Regions from separate parts of the Rattus norvegicus genome. Here regions 1 and 3 are each linked to region 2. Evidence: chromatin contacts called from public Hi-C data. All regions are on one chromosome and are shown on one strand. Each heading gives the region's core, a stretch centred on a gene start, on an enhancer-like site or on the middle of the called end of the contact. The rest is flanking DNA. Distances are from core to core; before and after follow the strand shown. Region 1 has its middle 95 kb from the start of Fut10. Region 2 holds the start of Nrg1 (neuregulin 1). Region 3 holds the start of Rnf122 (ring finger protein 122).

What was found. A called contact is a pair of places that touch in the nucleus more often than the background predicts.
Region 1: a contact with region 2 is called in a Hi-C map of hepatocytes, with 2.6 times the contacts expected there. The contact joins the enhancer-like site here to the promoter of Nrg1 in region 2. A contact is called at or near these places in 8 of 12 Hi-C or Micro-C datasets (the A7r5 cell line, Schwann cells, frontal cortex and 5 more).
Region 3: a Hi-C map of mammary epithelial cells shows a contact between it and region 2, with 4 times the contacts expected there. The contact joins the promoter of Rnf122 here to the promoter of Nrg1 in region 2. A contact is called at or near these places in 3 of 12 Hi-C or Micro-C datasets (the A7r5 cell line, Schwann cells and mammary epithelial cells).

Annotation. Positions count from the first base shown.
Region 1 is chr16:67,564,691-67,568,342 of GRCr8, forward strand. No RefSeq gene overlaps it. Among named protein-coding and RNA genes, the nearest start is that of Fut10, 95 kb to the right of the region's middle. Within about 2 kb of position 1,896, at least 5 of the 93 cell types and tissues checked have an H3K27ac peak or open chromatin away from gene starts, as enhancers often do. A contact at or near this core is called in hepatocytes, where this site is marked.
Region 2 is chr16:66,810,700-66,814,631 of GRCr8, forward strand. Nrg1 (neuregulin 1) reads left to right here and starts at 1,943. Exons shown (of 12, transcript NM_001271129.3): 1 at 1,943-2,439. The coding sequence starts at 2,340.
Region 3 is chr16:67,729,066-67,732,853 of GRCr8, forward strand. It overlaps Rnf122 (ring finger protein 122), which reads right to left and starts at 1,414. Exons shown (of 6, transcript NM_001399271.1): 1 at 1,058-1,414. The coding sequence starts at 1,082.

The sequences.
Region 1 (3,652 bases), core at 646-3,145, 750 kb after region 2:
CAAGGAAAGGACAGAGAGGACAGTCAGTCATGATCAAGTAAACGGTGTTTGATTCGAGGTGGGGAGGGGGTTGCTTAGGACAGGAGAACTGAAGTGGGCAGAATACAGTTTGCCCCCATTTGGAGGAAACATTAGATAGGCAGTTCATCTGAGCCAGGAGCCAGAGCTGTATGGACATGACCTTGGAAGAGTCTAAGCCGGATATATACAACTAGGGAAACCTCATGGGAAGTAAGTATCAGTGTCAAAAATGCATCTACTCTAAAAACCCCTAGTGGCAGAGGAGTGCAAGGACTGTAATGGCCACAGGCAATTCCCAGGGCAACAGTCTTGCCAGTCACTCATCTTCTGGCTTTGAAACAAGGGCCCTGCATATTATCTGGTGGGACAATGTAAGTGTGAGATTTGTCTGTATCTATTAAGTCCATCTGAAATGACCCAATGTGATCATATCCGTTTTCAGGATCCTGTGTTCTCACATGCTTCTTGAAACACAGGGCACTAACAAGGGACTAAATATGTTGTGTGGAGATGAAACAAGGGACTAAATATGTGGTGTGGAGATGGGAATGTCCCTTCTTTGTGATGATACATCTCTCGACGTTGCACAAGAACTCTCTGACAAGGCAAACAAGGGACTGTGTTCATATGTCAGTGAAGATTAAGAAAGAGGAGCCAAGTATAGTCACCCGGTAATCCCAGAATTAAGAAGTGGCAGCAGGTCAGGGCTAGCTCCTGCTACACAGTGAGTTCAAGGTTAGCCCAGGCTACATAAAACAATCTCTCAAAAATGAATGAAGAGAAAGTATGAAGATGCTACATATTTTTCAACATTTATAACATGTATTTGTGTGTGTGTGTGTGTGTGTGTGTGTGTGTGTGTGTGTGTGTGTGTCCGTCCGCATAACAGAGCACAGATATGCCTGTCAGAGGACAGTGTGTAGGAATAAATTCTCTTCTTCCACCATTTGCTGATCGAACTCAGGTCCTCAGACTCCGCAGCAAGTTTCTTTTACCTGCTGAGCCATCTCTCTGGCCCCCTATTCAAAAATGTACCAAGCCAAGTACATTTGGATTTTAATTTTGTAAAGTAACTCATAACTCTCCTTCTGTTTGCAATGAAAAGAGGAGAAAGAAAAATAGATTTTTATCAGTGAATAGCTAACAGATGGAACCAGAAACATTTAGGGGAGAGGACACAGAGACGACTACGGTTGCCATGGTTTCTTCAAAACTCAGTAAACATAGGGACCCAAATGGACAGTGAAATCCCCCATTGGGAAGAGCAGCTTGCTGCTGTTTTCTCTCTTGGATAATTGCCAAAGCAGACTTTGAATGATGGGGGTCCATGCAAGATGACTAGAGTAGCTGTTACTCACCCCCAGCAATTCTCATTTTAGATTGGCCTAGACTATGCTACCCTCCTACATAACCGCTGCAAACAAGCCATGGCTATTTTAAATTAATCAATGATCCCAGTGGGCAGAGCTCAAGAGAGCCCAAGCTTCGCTTCCTTGCAAAGCAGAGCGGGTAAGAGAATATTTCAAATAACTTGTCAATTCTTGCAGACACATGTCCCTGGCCCTTCCCATCACATTCAGGTCATCTACTGTTCAAACCCCAAACTGCCATATAATAGCATATTGTGCTTACACTGTCAGATGTTTCTCCCCCCCCCCCAATATGTTTGTGCCAATGACAGAAAAGAAGACAATGGAGGGTAGTAGGTAGAGCTCCTTTGAGATTTCCCAGTGCAATGAAGACTGTCAAACAAACATTGAACACATGGCTTGGCTGAACTTGCATGTTTCGTCTAGAGGTTCCGATCAAGTTGACACAGACTAAAAAGTCTTTTCCAAGGTCACTTCAGAGGCTGCCAGAGATGAGATCACTGTTTAACAGAGTTCTACAGCAAGGCCCTTCTCGCCACAGCCAGAACGGATTCTAGTCCACATCAGATCACCATGGGTCATTTTCTTTTTGTTTTCCACCTCCTACGAATGGCCCTCCAGCTCACTGTGGGATTGTGCAACCTGGACTGGGGCTGTATGATGATTTTTGTGGATCAAACCACAGTCTGCAGTGAAGGGTGGCAGTGCTGAGGGCAAGCCTCCCATGTCGAGAGCCAGGTATGGTAGTTTGACTCGGTAGCCAGTCTTCAGAAGCCAAAGGCTCACTGAGCACTTCAGAGCATTGAAATTTGACACTGTTGTGAGTCTGTCTCCAAAGCACAAAGTTTGCAACATGGTATTTCCTGTCTGGGGAATTCTTGCAAATGAAGTGTGGGCTTTGTGGGGGGGGGGTCGACAGGAAGCCTTTCTTTCTGGAACTATCTGTATATCAGCTCCACTGAGCAATCTGCCCCAACAGCTTAACACTCTTTCTATCACCCTAGAATGGACTTTTGTAACTCTTTCTCTAGGTTGTCCATACTTGTCTATCCTATGCTGCTAGTCTTCCAGAGTTTGGGAAAATTTGAGAATCTTTTTATAACAGATGGGCCCGGACGTATGATGGCTCAGCTTACAGTATTCTCAACTTCATGATGTTATGAAAGTAATTACACATTTATGGAACTGGACTTCCAATTTTGAATTTTAATCTCTTCCCACACTGGGGTCATGCAATCTGAGACTCTCTAGTGAGGTCTGGTGGCAGCAGCAGGTCAGTCTCCAGTGAGGTTCAGGATCCTGAGGGAAACATCAGCACTTCATAGAGTCCTCTTTGACTGAGATGTAATTCAGCACTCTAGGTGGACAGAAGACATTTTTAACTTACAAATATTATTATGAAAGCACTGTCTAATTCAAGGAACATCTGTTTGGTAAAGTCTATTTGGGAAATTTGTTTTTAAAACTTGGTTAAGAATATGAATTTTGGAAAGAACCAATAGGAGATATAGCGGATATTGATATAGCTGTAGAGGAAGACAGTCATAGAGTTAGACTTAGAGAATTGCACGAGATTTATTGAGGGATTTGACTCATGTGATTATAGTTTTCAAGACGCCCCTCTGCCTATTCTCTACAGCTGGAGAAAGAGGAGGGCTCTGATAAAATTCCTGGTCCAAGAATTATACAAGAACTGAGAAGAGCAGGTTGTCGGGGTGACCGGGGAATTCCAAGCCTGAGTCCAAAGGTCCCCAAACCAAGAACACCAGTGCTTGGAGAGGAGAAAGTTGTGGCTCTGTAAGAGTGGGGTTTGGGACCTTTCTAGGCCTCACTTCGTCATGGAAAATAATAAAATCCCATCTTTTAATATGAGCGTCTATCCTTTTTTATATCAAAACCCTCTTTTATAACTCTTCCCACGATCTAATAACTTTAAGTGACTATTAGCTCTTGGCTATTATTGCTTTACAAAGAGAAAATTGGAAGATAACTCATTTGCTGGTTTAATTGGCCTCAGTCATTTGCTAGCACAGGTAACATTATGTTTCTCTGTGAACCTTAAGTTTCCTCTTTCTTCCCCTGACTCTTTTTCCTTTTTTTTTTAAAAACTCCGGTATTTATTCCTCTTGACAAGGAGCTGGATAATTTCTGACAAGGACTGAGTTTTTTTTGTTGGGATGGGGGGTTGGGTGTAACAGTGGTGAGCCCACGGAAGCAAGCATCCGTCCAGCCTATGTACATGCATAGATGGTGACTGAACG
Region 2 (3,932 bases), core at 693-3,192:
ATTCTGGGAAAGTAACATATTCAGACCCGGAACAAGAGATAGAAGTTGGTGTTCTTGTAGCCTTGGGTTTTGATTACCCCAAGTATTTGGGAAGATCTTACATTTAGTTTTTAAGTTCCAAAGTGCAAGTTTGTTTTCCGGTCCTTGGGTTCTAAAATGCTGGTGTTTTGACGACATGGGGTTAGTAAATCTCAGCTCTCTAACTGCCTCACATCCTCCAGACAAACAACCCTGTGAACTGAAAAGGTTTCTACTCTCAGCTGCTTGCTGCCCCTTGCTGGCTGAGCAGTGGCCCCTCCTGGGAAAACGGAGTTATTCCGGCCGGCTCTGGGGCCACTTCCCCTCCACTCTGAAAAGCTGAGCAGTGCTTTTCCTAGAGTCAGAAACTTTCCTGGGGTTCTGCTGCTTGTTTGGCACAGGGAGATTGGTATGTGGTATTTGCTGGAAGGCTACCAAGAGGTCTGGACGCTAAAGGTTTAGAATAAAAAACCATGTCAGTACTATAGAGATATCGTAACAATTGCACCCATCTCACAGAGTTTGATTCTTAGTCCTGGGAACGTTAAAGTAATATATAAATGATTCTTAAGACGATTTAAGTGAACACCTTGCCCACTTCCCTTCCCACCCATGTGTGAAAGGTGTACTCTGGATTTCACCTTTCTTTAGATCATGGCAGCCAGAGAACACAGAGAAAGCTGTAGACAGCAATGGGTCTGTTAGTGTTAACTCCAGGAAGTCAAAAGGAAGGAGCCAAATCACCCTGAAAGTGGGATAGCTGTAGAGTATTGATCGTTGGTGTGAGCTGTTTCTCAACCACAACTCTATACCACTGTAAATGAGCAGGCTAAGTTGGCCACAAGTGTGTGTGTTGATGACAGTGTCTCTACACGGAGACCAATGTGAATCACTTCTTGGTGCGGACTACTCTGGCCTCTGACTCCTCCTCAGAGTTCTCTACCTGGATACAGGAAAACTAGAATTCACTAGCAGTTCTCAGAAAGTCTAATAGGGGTGTGTGTGTGTGTGTGTGTGGCATTAATGAACTAAAGATCTGGACTACACAGTTCATTGTTCTACGGTCCCAACTCACTCCCTCACTCGAGGATCTGACCCTACCGACACACCTTAGACTCGTTACTGTCGATGGTGAATTATGGCTCATTAGTTCTTTTGGAAATTAAGTTGTAGAAAGAGATATCTGTGCTTAGGAAGAAGCTAGAGTGAGTATTTAAAATGGAGATGGGAAATCCAATAGTCATGCTATTAGGCACAGGAAGGCAGACACGTGCTCAAGTGGCTGATGGTACATCAGTGCAAACTGTTCATGCTTGAAGTTCACAGAACCCTTCCTCAGTACCTCAAACTCCGTTCCACCCCAGACTGCACCTTCGCCCTTAGTGCCAGAGAGAAACTTCCCTAAAACAGAGAGAAATGAACTCTGAACCCTTCTGGGAAATAGCAATTGTTCCTCCCCCTCCCTGGGATTCCAGGTCTCCAGAGCAATCATTGTGGAGCAGGTGCTACAGTTACAAACTTTTCTCCATCTTCCACCCTTCACTTCCCCTACCACGCACTTTTCAAGGCTTGGATCAGCTCAGCAGCCTGCCAGGGACTGCTAGCACCAGCGTCCCTTCCAGGGCTCTCCAGACTGCTCCGTTCGGTCTGGCGGCGGCTGTGGCAGTGTCAGCGCAGCTTCCAGCGACCCCTGTCGGGAGTTCCCGGCAGCCGCTGGGCTCGGCCGCCCCCAGCTTGGCCGGGCTGCCAGAAGAAAGGGGCTGAGCCGCGATCGCCCAGCTCAGGCTCCTCCCGGTGGCGTGTCTGCGCCTCGGGGTGGGGGTGTGGTGGGGAAGAGGGAGGGGGCGAGGCGAGGGGAGGGTGCGAAGGAGGCGCCTGCGTCCAACCTGCGGGCAATTGAAAAAGAGCCGGCTAGGACTTCCCCAAAACTTGTGGGAACTCCGGACCGCGCGGGCAGCAGGAGCCGAGCGCAGCGCAGCGGCCGCAGCTGCCGGGAGATGCGAGCGCAGACCGGATTGTGATCACCTTTCCCTCTTCGGGCTGTAAGAGAGCGAGACAAGCCACCGAAGCGAGGCCACTCCAGAGCCGGCAGCGGAGGGACCCGGGACACTAGAGCAGCTCCGAGCCACTCCAGACTGAGCGGACGCTCCAGGTGATCGAGTCCACGCTGCTTCCTGCAGGCGACAGGCGACGCCTCCCGAGCAGCCCGGCCACTGGCTCTTCCCCTCCTGGGACAAACTTTTCTGCAAGCCCTTGGACCAAACTTGTCGCGCGTCACCGTCACCCAACCGGGTCCGCGTAGAGCGCTCATCTTCGGCGAGATGTCTGAGCGCAAAGAAGGCAGAGGCAAGGGGAAGGGCAAGAAGAAGGACCGGGGATCCCGCGGGAAGCCCGGGCCCGCCGAGGGCGACCCGAGCCCAGGTGAGTGCCAGCCGCTCCGCTGCTCCCAGGCGGGCACCTACTCTGGTCCCGTGCGTCCCTGCTCAGCTCTCTTGGCGCCTGACCCGGTCCCCGAGCTGCGGTGCGGGGGCTGCCTCCACCTGGTGCCCGTGCGCTTCCCGCACCCCGAGCCTGCTGGTCATCCCTCCGGGGCCCTTGGGGTCGGCTGTGCGCCGCGCTCCCGGGCTCTGCCCTCGGTCCCCGCGTCAATCGCGGAGCCCAGCCCGGGAGTGGGGCTCCGATTGCGGGATCCCTACGGGCTGCGCGTGCCCTGCGGCCCGAGGACTTTGAGCGGGCCGGGTCTGCCCTCTAGCGAGAGAAGCGGGAACCGGCTCTGGGTTCGAGAGCCTGCGCCCCTCCGCCTGGGCCCGGGCTGCGCGGAGGGTGGTCGGGGAAAGGGTGGTGTGGGCGCCCGGGCGTCCGCGAGGTGGGCGGAGGGAAGCGGTTGGACAGCCGCTGTGCGAGCCTAGGATCGCTCTGATTGCGTGCGGCGATAGAGAAAGCCAGAGCGGCTGAGAGGGATTCCTAAAGGTCAGCGAAGCACGCAGAACCTGACCCGGTGCCAAGATTCAGGTCCGCTCTGAATAAATTTGGCTTCAGCTGTTGAAGTTTTCAGGGTTGCCCTGATAAAAGATGGCTAGTTTAGTTTCCCAAGAGACGTCAGAAAGGAACAATTTACCCCAGGTTTTGAACCCCATTGCTTACCGATTATATATGGAATGAAAAAGGGGTGGGGGGAGTTAAGGTTTTTTTGTTACCAGATCTTTTTAATCCACCGTCGGAGCGCAATCTAAAGGCCACTGCCACCCTAGATATCTCAAGGGAAGGCTATTACATTGACTTGGTCAGAAGAGGTATAAAAGGTCGCCTGTGACCAAAACTTGTCAGAGTTATTAAATAGATGCTTAAGGGGTGGCGCCTGAGAGGGTCTTTACCGTCCCTCTGCAGTCCCCTACAGTGGATCTGGATGCCTTGTGACTCTTAGAGCATCCCCAACACACATTGTGAAGTACTTCAGGGAAATTAACAACACTTGTGCAGTCTGTGCCTAAAGGAGATAAGCAGAAATATCTGCTCCGTGCAGGAAGAAAACAAACCACATTTTCTTAGTGCGCTCCTTGGATTCGCTCAGCATTTCAGAACCTGGGTTGTTGGCAGGGACCCTAAGTAAGGTTTAGAACAAAACAGAAACCGAACAGAGAGTAATTGTTTAGCCACTGGCCCGCTTAAAAGGCGCTGCTGATCTGTTTCACCTTAATTACCCCGCGTGAGCCTTCCTGAAGGTAGACGGATGTTTTCCCAATATTTACTGTATATTTTGGAGATTAACTGCAACATTGTACTCAACAAAGTACGGAACAACAGGGATCTGGGTTAATGTCATCATAGTATGTTAAAGAGACCCAGAATCGTAAAGGTATAAAGAACTTTCTGTTTCACTTGTCACCACTTGTGGCTTTTATCAATGGTTTGCA
Region 3 (3,788 bases), core at 164-2,663, 920 kb after region 2:
AAATTAGATCCGACTAGCAAAAGGAGGAAGGAGGGGGGATGGGGGCCACTCATACACATGCGGCCCAAAGCCTGCTTTAAAACAAAAGACTCTTGAAATAATTAGTCCAAGACCTTGCAGAAGTCTACTTAAGAATGAATTTTCCACAAGTAACCAAACTGCCGTGCCAAAAAACCAAAACAACAACAACAAAAAACTATCTGCTTTCCACCTCGCCCAATTCTTCAGGATTCTGGGTACACCTGGGGTAAGGGTGGTTGGGATTAACAACTAAGGCTTACGTGACTGGCTCAGAAAGATCCAACAGGTAGCTTAGACAGGAAATAATCCAGACCCGCTTTCTAACCTGTTAACACCTGAGTTGCCCAAAAGCCTCAGATGAACTAATTTAGCATCATCACGCGGTGGGGTGTGGGAAGCGGCTGGTGGCCGGTGGCTGTGCTTGGAGGTGCCATCACCACCTAGGCTGAAAGCAGACCCTACAGTCTGGCCTCATTGCCAGAAAGCAAAGCCCTTGCCAGGCCAGCCCTGAGCTGGGGGCCCAGCTTTCTGCAAGGCTTTATCTATTCCGTCAAGCGACGCTCTTTAATCCAGCGTCTGGCCCCCAGGAGCCAGTGGAAAGCAACAAAGAGAAAGAAAGTGACCTTGCGCCCTGTCCCGCACGCTGCACTGTATACATACTTAAAATAGCCTGCAAAGTTTCAGAACCGGAACTTGAGCTCCCTCTAGGAGATCCTAGCCGGAGCGCGGATTTAATTCTCCAACCACCACAACAAAGAACAGAGTTTGAGAGCGCACAAAGGCAGGCGAAAGGGTAGAAGAGACGGACCGCCACACAAAGGCCGGGAAGACTCGGCTCACACGCCCCTGGCTTCCCAATCCACTCGCTTCCCAATCCCCCTTTATCCCAACACTGTGAATGGGACCTTTCTAACTAAGCTCTGTGTAGAGCCCCGTAGGGCTCCAGGACATCTTCTGGGCCGTCCCAGACACGGGAAAACTTGGCTCAGGACTAGACTTGCGCGATCCCCGCTCACCTACCGGTCCAGGGACTCACCGTTACACCACTGGAATGGGTGCATCAATGAAGTGAAGGTCGGCTTCTCGGAGCGAACGGAGGCAAGGTTTTGGAATCCGCGGGACTGTGCACGGAGACCGCCGGGATGGAGATGCAACTCCCGGAGGAGTGGAGTCAAGGGCTGCAGAGAGGTCGGTTTGCAAAGCAACAAAGAGGGCAGAGAAGGAAGCAAAGTCTTTCGGAGCGAAGCCCTGCCGAGGGGAATCGCGAAGGGCCCGGGCCGGGAGGGCAGCAGAGAGAGCCGGGATGCCCGGCCGAGAAGGAGCAGCCGGGACACGAAGCCGGGCTTGGGTCCCTCCTCTCCGAGCAGTGCGCGCTGGGATTCCGAAAACTGACACTGTGCGGCTCACACCCCCTCCCAGTGACTGCTCCCTCCCGGGAGCCCGCCCCCTTTTCGTCACCTGCCCTCCGGCCAATGGGATCCTTTCTCCTGCCCCCGAGTATTATTTACAAGCCAGTTTACCCTCAGGACCCGAGAGCTTTTTTGCTGGGTAGACACCTACCCCGCCTTCTAGCCAGACCAGGGGACTCCCTAGTCTACAGAGAAGTGTGAGGGGCCACGCCCGCAGGAGGGTGGAGATCGCCGCCTCCCAGGACCCGGGCGGGGAGGGTTAGGGTGGGGGAAGGACAAGAGGATTAGTGCCACTTTTGTTTTCCGCCTACACATCCGCGCCTGTCTCGAATTTCTATAGCTTTATAGAAGCCTGTCCTGGGGGTTGGTTCCATTGGTCCTTTGCCTTTAGACCTGGTTATGCATGGCGTGGTCCAGACCCACCGCGACAGGAGGGAACTGAGGCCAGAGGGCAAAGCAGAAGAAACCCAAAACTCGGATCTTCAAAGAGCTATTGTTCTCACCTCACTTCAGGACAGAGCCTTCTTTTACAAACAAGAATGTAAGGCCTAAACCTGAAGGCCATCCCTTGCCAGGATTCCAATCTTCTAGGTTGTGATTAAAAGTCAGAAACTGATTTTGTCAGTGCCCGGGGCAGGGGTCTTGCTTCTGTGTTGAAAGAACAGGGGATGAAGAAAGAAAAAAAAAATCTCACTTCTCCGTGTAGCATTAGTTATTTTGCACGACATTGCATAGTTTATTTTATAGGTTTAGTATGTATTTGGTGAGCGGAAAGCTATCTCTACTCAAGAGATCTACCCTCTTCTGCCTTCAGAGTGCTGGGATTAAAGGTTCTGCCACCAAACGCAGCTTGTTTACGTATACTTTTGTTTATCTTTCCACTTAAAAGAAAGAATTATCAAGTGTGTAGAGTATCATTCAAAGTACCCCGGTACAAGGAGCCACAGCCACGTGTGTGAGAAGACCCACAAATAAGCAAGCAAAATGGCCTGCTCTTCCTTTGACAGTATTTATGCCACTATTGATCTGCTGGAACGGAGTTTCTGGCCCCTAAGTAAGCTAATGCATGCGAGTGAATGCTTTGCCATTTCAAAGTACAGTCGTTAAAGTATCAAATATCCCGACCAGCATCTCAGGGCTGCTGGAACAAATGCAGTCTTCATATCTCTGGGGATGGTCAGATAGTCTCCAAATCCAGAAGGCCTTTGGGGACAGCAACTGTGGTGTTTGCACATAAGCTGTACCTCCCTTAACAGCAAGTCGAACCCCCCCTAATATTTGTGTAACTTGACAATATGGAAGGCTCACTGTAGTCCGTCAATTTGGTTGGGTTTGTCATGTACAAATAAAATTTCTGGATTTTTTTTGTTTGTTTGGTTTTGGTTTGACTTTATTTTATTTTATTTTATTTTATTTTATTTTATTTTTTTTGAGACAAGGTTTAGCTATGTAGCCAGGCTAACCTCAAACACAGAGGTTTGACTCCCTCTACCTCCTGAGAGCTGGGATTAAAGGCGGTGACACCACACCACAACCTGGCTGTCTTAATGGGATCACTGCAAAGGGTTTCTAAAGGCCTTCTCCGGATCCTCCTAAGCCCTGCCCCCTTTCAGAGCCCCGCCCCCAATCGCTCAAATGAGAGAAATGTGACATTTACAAACTTGAGCCCAGAGATTTTTTTTTTTTTTTTTTCGGAGCTGGGGACCGAACCCAGGGCCTTGCGCTTCCTAGGCAAGCTCTCTACCACTGAGCTAAATCCCCAACCCCCAGAGATTGTTTTTAAGAAGTGTTCCAGAATACTCAGGCAGGCCTTGAACTCACAGAGATCCACCTACTTCTGATGTGCCTTGTTCCACTAATCCTGCGGTAGTGAAGAGAAATTAGTACTCTGATTTGATACTGGCTTAACTTTTCCTGGGTTTTGGTGCTTGTGGCTCTGTGTACCGTTTGCCTGCCTTCTGAATGCTTGCGTTCCCTGAGTGTTAGTCACCGGCCTGGAAGCTCTCAGTTTTTCTATTTTTCTTTTTTTAACTGAGGGGATGCCATTCATGCCACTGCATGAGAGTTGGAAGTCAGGGGACCACTTGTGGACATCACTTCTCTCCTTTGAACATTTGAGTCCTTGGGCTCAAACTCAGTTTGTGAAGCTTGGCAGCTAGCGAACTCATACTCCCTGAGTCGTCTCAGTGTCTTCTATTTTGACTGACTTTTTTCTCTGTGTCTGTGTGCTCGTGTGACACACACATACACACAGACAGAAAGTGTGCAAGTATCTGTGTGTTCATATGTGTGCATATATATGAAAAATTATGTATATGAGAGGGTGTAGATGTGTGTTTGTATGTGTGTACAAGAGGG